Linked DNA regions of Cydia pomonella: regions 2 and 3 are each linked to region 1. The links are chromatin contacts, called in public Hi-C maps. All regions are on one chromosome and are shown on one strand. The core of a region is the stretch at or near the end of the contact, and the rest is flanking DNA. Distances in the headings are between cores, read along the strand shown. Region 1 holds the start of LOC133529626. Region 2 holds the start of LOC133529737 (2-aminoethanethiol dioxygenase). Region 3 holds the start of LOC133529735 (phosphoacetylglucosamine mutase).

Region 1 (3,610 bases), core at 657-3,156:
GCTTTGCCATTCTTTAAATCTAATTGTGCCATATGAATATATCCGTTCATATGTTCAGTAAACTTTTTCATATGAGCAGACATATATGTGCCACAAAGCAAACAGTATCCTTTGTCTCCTGGAAATACCAGTTTGATAAAATTCTCCCTTCCAAATTTGGCTAGTTCAGCCCTTATTTTACCATGATCATAGATTTCTTTCTTAGATCTCTTAATTCTGAGAGACTTAAAGACCTTTTCCATGTCCACTGGAGTTTGTTTAATCTTATCTTTATCTGTTATGTTATGAATTTTCTTATGCTCTATCATATATTTGAAGTTTATATTCACATAGGCAGTACAAATCTTGCATGTGGCTACTCTGTTTTCCAGATCAATGTCAAAATAGTCTTTCTGGGTATTAATAAGTTTAATAGCCACATCCAGTTTCTTTTCCTGATAAGTTTTGGCATTGCTCTCATTATGTGCCTTTGTCTTCTCTATGTGAAGTTCATCTTTCCAGTGGTCTTTCTTTGACTGTATTTGAAATGTTGTCTTACACAGGAAGCAGTAACCATACTTGTCTTTAAACTGAAAAATGTGTAAGCATATAATCATTACTATTAAGGATTTTTTTTATTCAATTAGTCTAAGATAATCAGCATTCTCCTTATCTTTTTAATGCCCAAGAGTAGTATAGTAGTAGTAAGTAGCCGGGTCCACACAGAGCGAGCATAAGCGCGAGGCAATTTCCTCACGGACAAACAGGCCAGTGTAGACATGCCTCGGCCGTTTGTGCGTGAAGAAATTGCCTCGCGTGTACGTGCTTGCTCGCTCACTCTGTGTGGACCCAGTCAATAAATAAGAAAGGTAGCAACAACACCCCTTAATATATAAAATAAGAACTTACCTCCCTATAAAATATGCCTTCCTCATTCAGAACAATCTTACTTTGAATCATAGTTATCATATGGTCCGACCATGAAATATGTTTCATAAAATGATCCACATCAACATCACAGAATATGCATCTTGAATCTATTATTCCATACCACTCTTTATTAGGAATCTTAATCATATTATTATCCTTCCCTATAAATGTTATACCAGACTCTCTTTTACACAGTGAGGGTCGAAGTTCCATTTCGGGTTCAGCTTTACGCTTTTGGTGATATTCATCCTGTATGTGCTTGGGTATTTCCGAAATAGTGCTAAAAATCTGGTTGCAATGCTCACAGAAGTACTTGTCATCGATCTGTTGAAAAATCAGAAATTATTATTTTTTAAGTTTATATGGGTCGTCAAAGCTGAACTCATTGGAAAAATTATACCTTAAAAATGCGATCCCTCTTAAACTTCGGCATAGGGCTCAGGTCTTTGATATTTTTCCGGTGTTTCTCCCATCTTAAGTGCTTCTCCAAGTCGTCTACTGCCAGAAACGACTCCTTGCACAGCAGACAATGATGGTTCAAGTCCCCGACCAAAATAAAGTTCTTGGAATATTTGTTCATATTCATACCGATGAAAGACACTTGAAGAAAGGAGTGATAGGTTAGGTTTTCCACGTATGAATCGTATTACTCCACCAATGATGTACAATAACAATATCGTGGGTAGAAGATAGAAAACATTACAAACTTGAAGGCAGTTTTTAGTTTTCCGATTCTCACAATTCCATAGTCCGAACTTTTTGGCGGGACTTGAAGATGAAGGCAGTTAACTGAAGGTTGCCACCTGAAAATTTCCACCTTTTCCCTATAAAATATACTTTATCTTTAAAATGGAGCCCTAGTAAGACTTTTTAAGAATTGCAATCAGTGGATAGAAGAATATTTTTTGGTTTTACGTAGTAATAATGTTTTTGTCATTTGTGGCATGTATGACGACAAGCTATTTTTTTTACGTTTAGCAACCTCAAAGTAACGTTCCATTTTGATGATTTGTTACAATTGTCACATATCTGCACATATCGCTCACATAACAATATTAAAATAATTGATCTTAATAACACAATTGGAAGTGAATTACTGGAAGCTGTTATAAATCCTTGACATTTTAAATTTGCTTACAGGACCAAGAAAATGCCCGTGCTGTTTACATTAACTGACGTTAGAAATCACGACGCACATAAAGTTATGCGTGAACCGGAACAAATTTCAATGTGTTTCAATGGCCGGACGACGCTTGTTGTGAATTTTCTAAATTTACATTTTAAGACCAGAGTATTTCATGTAACTCAACGAAATACTTTCAAATAATTAATGCGTAACCTGTTATAACTTCAAACAATGTAACTTTGACAAGTCGCAGTTACTTAAGATCAGTTATCCGATTCGGTGCAGTGGATTTTGGATTAGCTTGGTATAGGTTGAAAATGAGTAAAAGACGTCGGGCTTCGTCAGGGGCGAGCCGTGGAGCTGACGGAGACGACAGTGATGATGGAGTGGAACATACTCCTGGGCCTCCGCCCTCGCGTAAAAAGAAAAAACTGGATCCGGTAAGTTAATGCTAACCAAAATACGTTTTGCCGCGCGGCACACCTCATAATATAAACCCTTGAGGGGTAATAAGAGAGAACTGCTAAAGTGTGTTTAACTATGTTAATTTAAATTGATTGAAAATTTCAGAGTGAAATGTGCCAACAACTGTATGACACGATCAGAGGTTTCAAGAAGGATGATGGGACATTACTTTGTGACTCCTTTATCCGAGCACCCAAAAGACGTCAAGAGCCGCAATACTATGAAGTAGTGTCACAGCCTATTGACTTGTTAAGGGTAAGTTTTGCCATCATCATTATTGTCGGAATTGTCAAATCTGTTCTGTCCTATTGGAGATATATTTAAGTACGGACAACACTAGATCTAGAAGACAAAGGTCTTTTTAATTATTTACCGCTCGCCGCCTTACTGACTATCAGAACGAAAGTGGTTTCATAGCATTTTTACAAGTAATCTACCTTCTGTTATATAAATAGAGCCAACTATACATATCCTAATTTTAAGGTTCTTGATTTTTCTATAAAATCTGAGGTCAATGTGGGGAAGATCAGCATATAATTTTTTTGTTTGGGAAGATAATAGGGCAAGAACTCTCATATTTGTATATGTAATCGCTCAGACACAGTAAGAAAGGAAGAGCTTCACTTTTTCTGCTCTACCAACCTGTAGTATGTTGACCTGAAGTATGTAGAGTAGAGAGTGTTAAGTTGTGGCAAAATAAAAGAGGAAAACAACAAGTAACATAACATATAAGCCAGAAAATGGTTCTGACTCAGCATGGTGCTAGCCTGGCTGGGCTAGCAGTATGTCTGAAGCAGACCTGGAGCTGGACTATTTGTACAAGTGCAAGAGTTAGAAGTAACAAAAGAGCTTCTAGACCTGATAAATGTTCTCCCCTTTGACCTTATCTTGTGTCTAGTTTACTTATTACTGTTCCAGGTACAACAGAAGCTCAAAATGGATAATTACGAAGACCTGGACGAGCTGTCGGCAGACATTGAGTTGCTTGTGAACAATGCTAAGGCGTTCTACAAGCCCGACACTGTGGAGTACAAGGATGCTATTGAGCTGTGGAAACTGTATATGCAAACCAAACATGCTTTGGAAAATGGTATGATATATGTTGGTAAT
Region 2 (3,610 bases), core at 458-2,957, 240 kb before region 1:
TTTTGAGGTAGGTAGACGAAGGTGCACTACGATGTGTGTTAGGCGTTGGTATCTGGGGGCCTAGCCAACATGACGTTAGCGGTGTAGTCAACGAAACGCTTTTCTCTCTCTCTATCACACTAATTGGAGAAGTGATAGAGAGTCATTAGCGTTTCGATCGCTATGGCGCAAAAGATAGGCTAGGCCCCTAGGTCGACAAACGTCGGCAAACAATTCTTGTGTATATATAAATATATAATATATGTATATATATTTCGGTGATCTCGGAAACAGACGACGACGATAACGATTTCGATGAAATTTGCTATATTGGGGTTTTAGGGGCGAAAAATCAATCAAGCTAATATCTCTAGGAAAACGCGCATTTTTGAGTAATACTCGAAGTAATAAACTCTCGATCGGAATACAGAAACATTTTTATAGAACGATAAAAGTTTTATACAGTGTTTTACACGAGACCAATTACTAAGTAGGTACCTCTACATATCCACTAAGTTAATCCAACATTGGCATCATGTCAATAAAGGCAATCCAGTGCATTTGATTCGCAACCATTAGCAATATGTCTTGATAATGGATCTAGTTAGATTTCAGAGCCGAATTCTTAAGAGTTCGCAGTAAGCTCGGCCGAATTTCACCTTCCCATAGGTATTACCTACAAACGGACTTTCGGTCTCATTTCAAAACTACGTTATTGATTGTAATGAAGCTTTGCACATACAATTACATAAGTTATATCTATGCCTGTAATTAGTTTATATAGCTCCAATTTATAACACAAACGAAATAGAACAAAAATAAATTTTGTATGAAAAACTTAAATTCGCTCCTTTTTTTTAACTATTGTATCTGTAGCTACTATATGTATATACTAATTACAGCTGGTCGGCTTTTTATCATTTGTCACTATGTCTGTCATGTTCTAACAAGTTTATGTAATTGCAAAAGTGACGCATGACATGACAGGTGATAAAAATGCGACCACGATTCCGCTGCAGCGGCAGCAGCATGGTTCCATCTATATCACTTGTCACTATGCCCGTCACTTTCGCGCTTACATACTTGTTAGAACGTCACAGGCATGGTGACAAATGATAAAGAACCGACCATCTTAACCCTACAGGACAAGACGTACCTTATCCTGTTGTAAGTACAAAGTTCCAGAGCAATTTAGCTAATCGTTTTGAAATGACATGAAAAACCGAGCTTGGTGCAGACGCTTAAGATATGTTTGACAACTTCAGTAGAAGGTGTTCACTAACACTCACGCGGCCCTAACACAGAAATCGTTAAAAATAGACATTAAGCTACATCTACAACTAATTTAAAGGCAGGCAGCAATTGCGATTCTTGGAAGCCCACCCACGTGTACCTGCCAAACAAACGGACGAAGCGCAGTAGCCCGGCTATTCCGAGCCTCTTCGAGCTGATGGTCCTACTGGAGTTGATTTGTGGGATTGGTGTGTATCGTTTTGTGATAGCGTATTCCTGGCGGTTATGCGGTACATTTGATAGTAGGCAGATTTTGAACACTACCTACCGAGAACCGCCTACCGCGAAAACCGAAATTGGCAAATTGCGGGGATCTTTCTCTTTTACTCTCACTAAGACGTATTAATTTAATTTAATTTAATCATTTATTTCGGATAACAAGACCCATACATTATTTATTATATAATATAATAATAAAAAAACAGAAACATTTAAAAATTAATAATAAAATAAAAAAAAACATTAAGTAATACAATAAATTAAATTAACCTAAATCTAAGTCTTATAACTAAAATAGCCCAACAACACCTCTATTGTTCAATTTGTTCATGTGCATAGCGTTCCACTTTGCAACTATTGGACAATCTAAACTGTCAATAACAGTGTTCAGAAGGCTGTTGGGGCTGACTCTAACACGGCGCATCAGGGAGGCCACTCTCTTACGCATTATGGCTTGAAAGCTATCTACGTGAGCTTCCGCAAACATCCCCGACGCACTGCAAAATCGAGGCAACCCCAAGAACACCCTGAAACCGTTATTATACTGGATGCGTAAGGCATTGAGAGATTTCTGCGTACACTTGACCCACAGGCTGCACGTATAAAAAGACTGACAAAATGCGTTGTTTTGATAAAAAGAGTTGTTTTGACACTCTTCGTGCAACGTGCAAACCTGCGAGCCAACATGTTGCTTCTCACCGCCAATGCCCTACGCTCACGCTCCACGTCAAGATCGTCAGAGAGGTCCTCGGTGACCCAGTGCCCCAAATACATAAACTGAGTGACATTTTTTAACTCAGTTCCTCCCAGTTTTAGTGGTGGTATGAACTTCGGTTTTTTTGAACCCGCCTTAAACACGAGTAGCTCACTTTTCTTGGAGTTGTATTTGAGACCGTGGGTCTCCGCGTACCTCTCACAGATTCCTATCAATATCTCCAGGGCTCCGATCGATGGGCTCAGCAGAGCCATGTCATCAGCGTAGCTTATATTGTTCATTATTTTGCCACCAACTGAGCACCCAATGCCGGCTCCGGTGAGCTCCTCGGTCAGGCTATTGATATATAGATTGAAAAGCCGCGGAGACGTCAAACCTCCCTGCCTCACGCCGCATTCCAACCTGTACTCCTCTGAGTAGTAGAGTGACAGAGAAAAATGCCCGCATTTGACGAACTTTAATTTTCGCGGTTATAGCCCTCACACTGGTAAATACCTAGCCTATTTTAGTGATCCGACCAATATCGGATTTTTGGAGAAACCTTAACCGAAGGTTGGCTTTGCTTTAGTTTCGGCCGAAACATGATTATTATGTCGAACCCTATCGAAACCCAAACCGAAACTTCGGTCGGATATTACCGAAAATACAGTTTCGGCAAAGCCGAAAGGTGCGGCAGTATTTTGACCGAAACCGAACCTCGGCCGAAACATAATTTTTCCGCCGAAACCGAAACCCAAACTTCGGCCTGTGCTGTAAAAACCGCTGCAGAGTTATCTTGGTCTATTTATTTATTTATTTTATTTATTTATTACGCAACTTTTATTTGACAAGACCCTACATAAAGCTACCTTTCCACCTACCGTTTACGGTTAATGAATTTATCTACTAGGTATGTTTAATGTTTCCAGTTAATCGATATAAACAGTTTAAATAGTATCGATAAAACACAGACGAAACTATTGGAATCTCAATAAAATCGCGTTTAAACAGAGGTATTTATTTAAGTGGTTTTACAGCCCGCCACACGCGGTAAATATCGCCATTACGACAGACCACACAATACCTTAGTGATTTACAAAACAAGTTTAAATTTAGCGATGAACTGTACTTATGCAATGAATGAGTAATGAGATTAAGTACCAAACCTACGTGAAAGTAATTTAATCTGAAATGGGTAGTAAATCTTTAATTCTAAGTTGAGTTGTTGTTAGTGCCACCTATTGCAAATTCAAATAATGTGATGTCAGTTCATGTTTGACGCATTGAGTGCTAGATGTCGCATTCTTTTTAGTTTGTCTACTCGCCAAGAGATGGCAGTGTAAGGGCAGCTAAAATAACAAATTATTCGGTAAAACAAAACTTTTGTTAATTTGTTACTATTATATATATATTGTGCCTTAAATA
Region 3 (3,610 bases), core at 450-2,949, 190 kb before region 1:
TATGAATAATGCCATAATTATTTCTCATGCCAAATATATGTGACAGCAAGACAGGCCTTTTTTTGATATTATTTCTCAGCTTCTGCATAACTTTAACTGAGTTAAAGACATAAAAATCTACCCCTCTTTCCCCAGTTACTCTTCACTTCCCTCTTTTCATTCTACATATTATATTCAATACTCCGGCTTGTTCTATTGTAGTTGACTTCTCATAGAAAATTTGTATTTTGCGCTTTTTCCTACTGAAAAACCGGGTGTCTGATATATATAAGCATATTTGTATTTTGCATTAAAAATATATCACTCTACATTAATCATTTACAGTAAGGAATTAATTGTAACATACCAGTGTCTAATGAATTTATCAAAACAATACTTCATCAACTCACTGAGCATCAAATAGCTATCAAGGGATTCTATTGTCTATTATTACAGTTAATCTAACCATGACCGGCAATCAAAATTGATCTCAAATCACTTGACATAAGTTACAGTTTAGCTTGGTCAAACAATTGGCAAAAGCAATGCCATTTCTTTACCATGTGTTCCCTGTTCTATTTTTAAAAACAGATGTTTTATTTTTCTTCAGAGTTGATTGAACTGGCCAGTTACTTGATGATAACACTATGTTGATCAATAAAATATTGAAAGAGTGTGTATATTAAACAAATATGAAGAGTGCTTGGCTTCAAGCCAAAAATATTTAAAAATCATTAAGATGAAAGAATATTTTTTAGTTGTTTAGTTGAATAAATATGGATGTAGGTGTATATTATCATATTGACCTTTTCATGCAAATGGCAATGCCCTGGTTTGGTAACAAAGAATAACAGAAAACTTGTAAGTCTTCATAACTATTGTAGGCACTTCATGATTTTTTCCATTAGTTATTACTTTTTTTTAAACAATTTAAAATTAATTTCAGTCATTACTGATAATATACTAATATAATGTAAATAAGAAGGGTAAAATAATTATTATAATATTATTGCCCTTATAATTAACCTATATTTGTGGCCTAAACAGGTCTACACACTTTTACCAATGCTAAAGTTAATTGCAACGATATTTTAATTACGCCAAGGCCGCATTCATTTACCTATTCACCTGGACTAAATCAATGATGGTACGATTACGACACATAGTAAAAATTCGTAGACTATGAATGAATGACTAATCCACGTTTATCACCCTATCGCGGAGTCATTGACCATAATTACGCCGACTCCTTCCCGTTATAGGTACCCAAATACGATTTGAAATTATGAGTCACAGCCCAGCACGATTCTAAAAGGAAATACGCGAATCGACACAGTTGGCGACATGACATTTTACGCGTTGTCTGAGAGAAAGGCGCGCTAAATACTTCGTTTATTACAATATAATGTTGTAATAACCGCTCCTACTTATTAGAATGGAAAAACCTTGCATGAATAATGTAATAAGACTCACTTTGTGCGGAATCCGGCCGTGCCATACTCGATAAAGACATCGGTCGTTTTCGGATGCATTTCCCTGGCGAACGCGTAGACCACTCGTAAGCTACTCGGCGGCATCGTGATAGGAGATTTTTATTTATAAGGCCGCGTATCGCACACTTACAATCACTTTTAATCAACAAACGAGATTTCTTTCTACATTCCCGCTGCAAAACGTCAAGCAAAAGCAAGCAAGTAGACGTCATTGACATATCATTTTCAACGTCAAAACACTCCTTGATAATCCAATCCAATTAAATAGCCCATCAGTACTCCAATAATGGCGCTAGTGGCTTATGCTTCTTCTCATGTTGGTTTATTTTTCGATTGTACATTTTTATTTAGCAGTATTAACCCAACTGTCAAATTACAAAAATTGCTGTGGTCATCAAGCTTATTACGTAGTATCGCTACTCGTCCACAGGTGTCGCTTTGAGAAGTATTTACTCATATGTTACACAAAATACTCCATAGATGTCACTTTAATCAAATTTTTGGGACTTGAGCAAAGAATAAGAAGGCACAGATCCATCCGGCATTCAGCCACGATTGAAAATTGCCCAAAATTGTAATGAGAAGCAATTAGGAACCTAACTAAAACTATAGCATAGGACTGGTATGTAAACCAGAACCGTGTAGGTCTAGGTATGTCAAATCCGTCATGACATGATTGCACACGTCGCCGATCTGAACTAGATTGAATAACTATGCAAATGACGCAGGTGTTGATACTACAAACAAGTTAATTATACCATACTTACTATGATTACCTGCAATGACATGTATGCTATGCGTATAGGTCACAACCACGTCACAAACATATTTTTGCTTTATGTGAATACAGTATACCTAAATATCATAGAGTCAATCCAAGATAATTTGGCAGCGATTTTATATCCCAGAGGGCCTACCGCGAACCACGTTCGACGTGTTGCCTCTCTGTCGCACTTGTATATTCGTACGTAAGTGTGACAGGGAGACAACACGTCGAACGTGGTTCGCGGTAGGCCCTCAGGCGGTGCACGGGTTATTTTAAACGTCAAACTTCTTTGAAATTATGACGTTTACTTGACACTTGCACCGTCTGGGCTATTAAAATCGCTACCAACTTATCTTGTTATGACTCTAGTCATAAAGTTGGGTGCAGGCAGGTTATTATTATTTCCAAGACCAATTTCCTTTTTTATACCTACGTAAACAAGCATAAACCATCCACTACCACAACACGCAATTTCCTTTGGATACACATGTGTGGACGAAGTGTCTCTACATTTTGATGATAAATATTTCTAGGTGTTTAGTAGTCTGGGATCTTTACCAGACATTACGAACATACCAAAATCACGAAACACTTCGTCAAAAATGTGCCCAAAGAAATTAGAGGGACAAAAACACTCTGATATTGACTCACTTATGGATAATCGGTCGACGTCATACGAGGTTCCAGGTTCCATACGTTGAAACTACGTATATGCTGTGGAATGAGCTCCCTGCCCAGGTTTTAACGAGGGTTATTTTTATGGGGTTATTCAAAAAAGAAGTGTACAAAGGTTTTTAAAGGGTCGCCAACGCGCATGTAACACCTCTGGAGTTGAAAGCGTAAGCTACGGTAACTGCATACCACCGATGGCAAACAAGCATACGGGCATCGGGTACGCGGGCTGTATGCGTGTTTGCCACCGACGTGGTATACAAAAAATAGGTTCGAAGGTTCAAATTTGAGCGATTTTTTCGCACATGAGTATTAGGTATTAAACTGTAGTGATAAAACCTCATATTTATCAAAAATCGTCCAAAAACCTGAAATGCTTTTTTTAAATACTTATCAGTGTTGATTTCATACCAGTACTGGGTCAAAACTTCTTTATACTTATCTATGAGTTAAAATTATGCGACATGAGTCTGTCCTGTAAACATCATAAAATAAACAGAGTTTAAAGTAAAGCTTACCTAATTTTATTAATGTCCACAGAAAGGATACTAGTTATCTCGAACGTTTTGTGACCCACCTTAGCCTTTCCAAATAGCATAAAAAAATAATTAGGTACCCACTTAGCTCCTAAATCTAGCCACGCTAGCTTGCAATTAGTGGTCCTGTATAATATTCCCGATCCGATTACAAATAATTAATT

The links. Hi-C and Micro-C count contacts between places; a contact is called where the count stands out from the background.
Region 2: a Hi-C map of whole body shows a contact between it and region 1, with 4 times the contacts expected there. The contact joins the promoter of LOC133529737 here to the promoter of LOC133529626 in region 1. A contact is called at or near these places in 2 of 2 Hi-C or Micro-C datasets (both in whole body).
Region 3: a contact with region 1 is called in a Hi-C map of whole body, with 7 times the contacts expected there. The contact joins the promoter of LOC133529735 here to the promoter of LOC133529626 in region 1. A contact is called at or near these places in 2 of 2 Hi-C or Micro-C datasets (both in whole body).

Annotation. Positions count from the first base shown.
Region 1 is chr21:9,533,039-9,536,648 of ilCydPomo1, forward strand. It overlaps LOC133529626, which reads right to left and starts at 1,907. Exons shown (of 4, transcript XM_061867381.1): 1 at 1,310-1,907; 2 at 889-1,233; 3 at 1-569. The coding sequence starts at 1,495. LOC133529630 (protein polybromo-1) reads left to right here and starts at 2,181. Exons shown (of 33, transcript XM_061867384.1): 1 at 2,181-2,475; 2 at 2,606-2,755; 3 at 3,419-3,590. The coding sequence starts at 2,353.
Region 2 is chr21:9,288,898-9,292,507 of ilCydPomo1, forward strand. LOC133529737 (2-aminoethanethiol dioxygenase) reads left to right here and starts at 1,708. Exons shown (of 1, transcript XM_061867536.1): 1 at 1,708-3,610.
Region 3 is chr21:9,338,894-9,342,503 of ilCydPomo1, forward strand. LOC133529735 (phosphoacetylglucosamine mutase) reads right to left here and starts at 1,700. Exons shown (of 13, transcript XM_061867534.1): 1 at 1,453-1,700. The coding sequence starts at 1,556.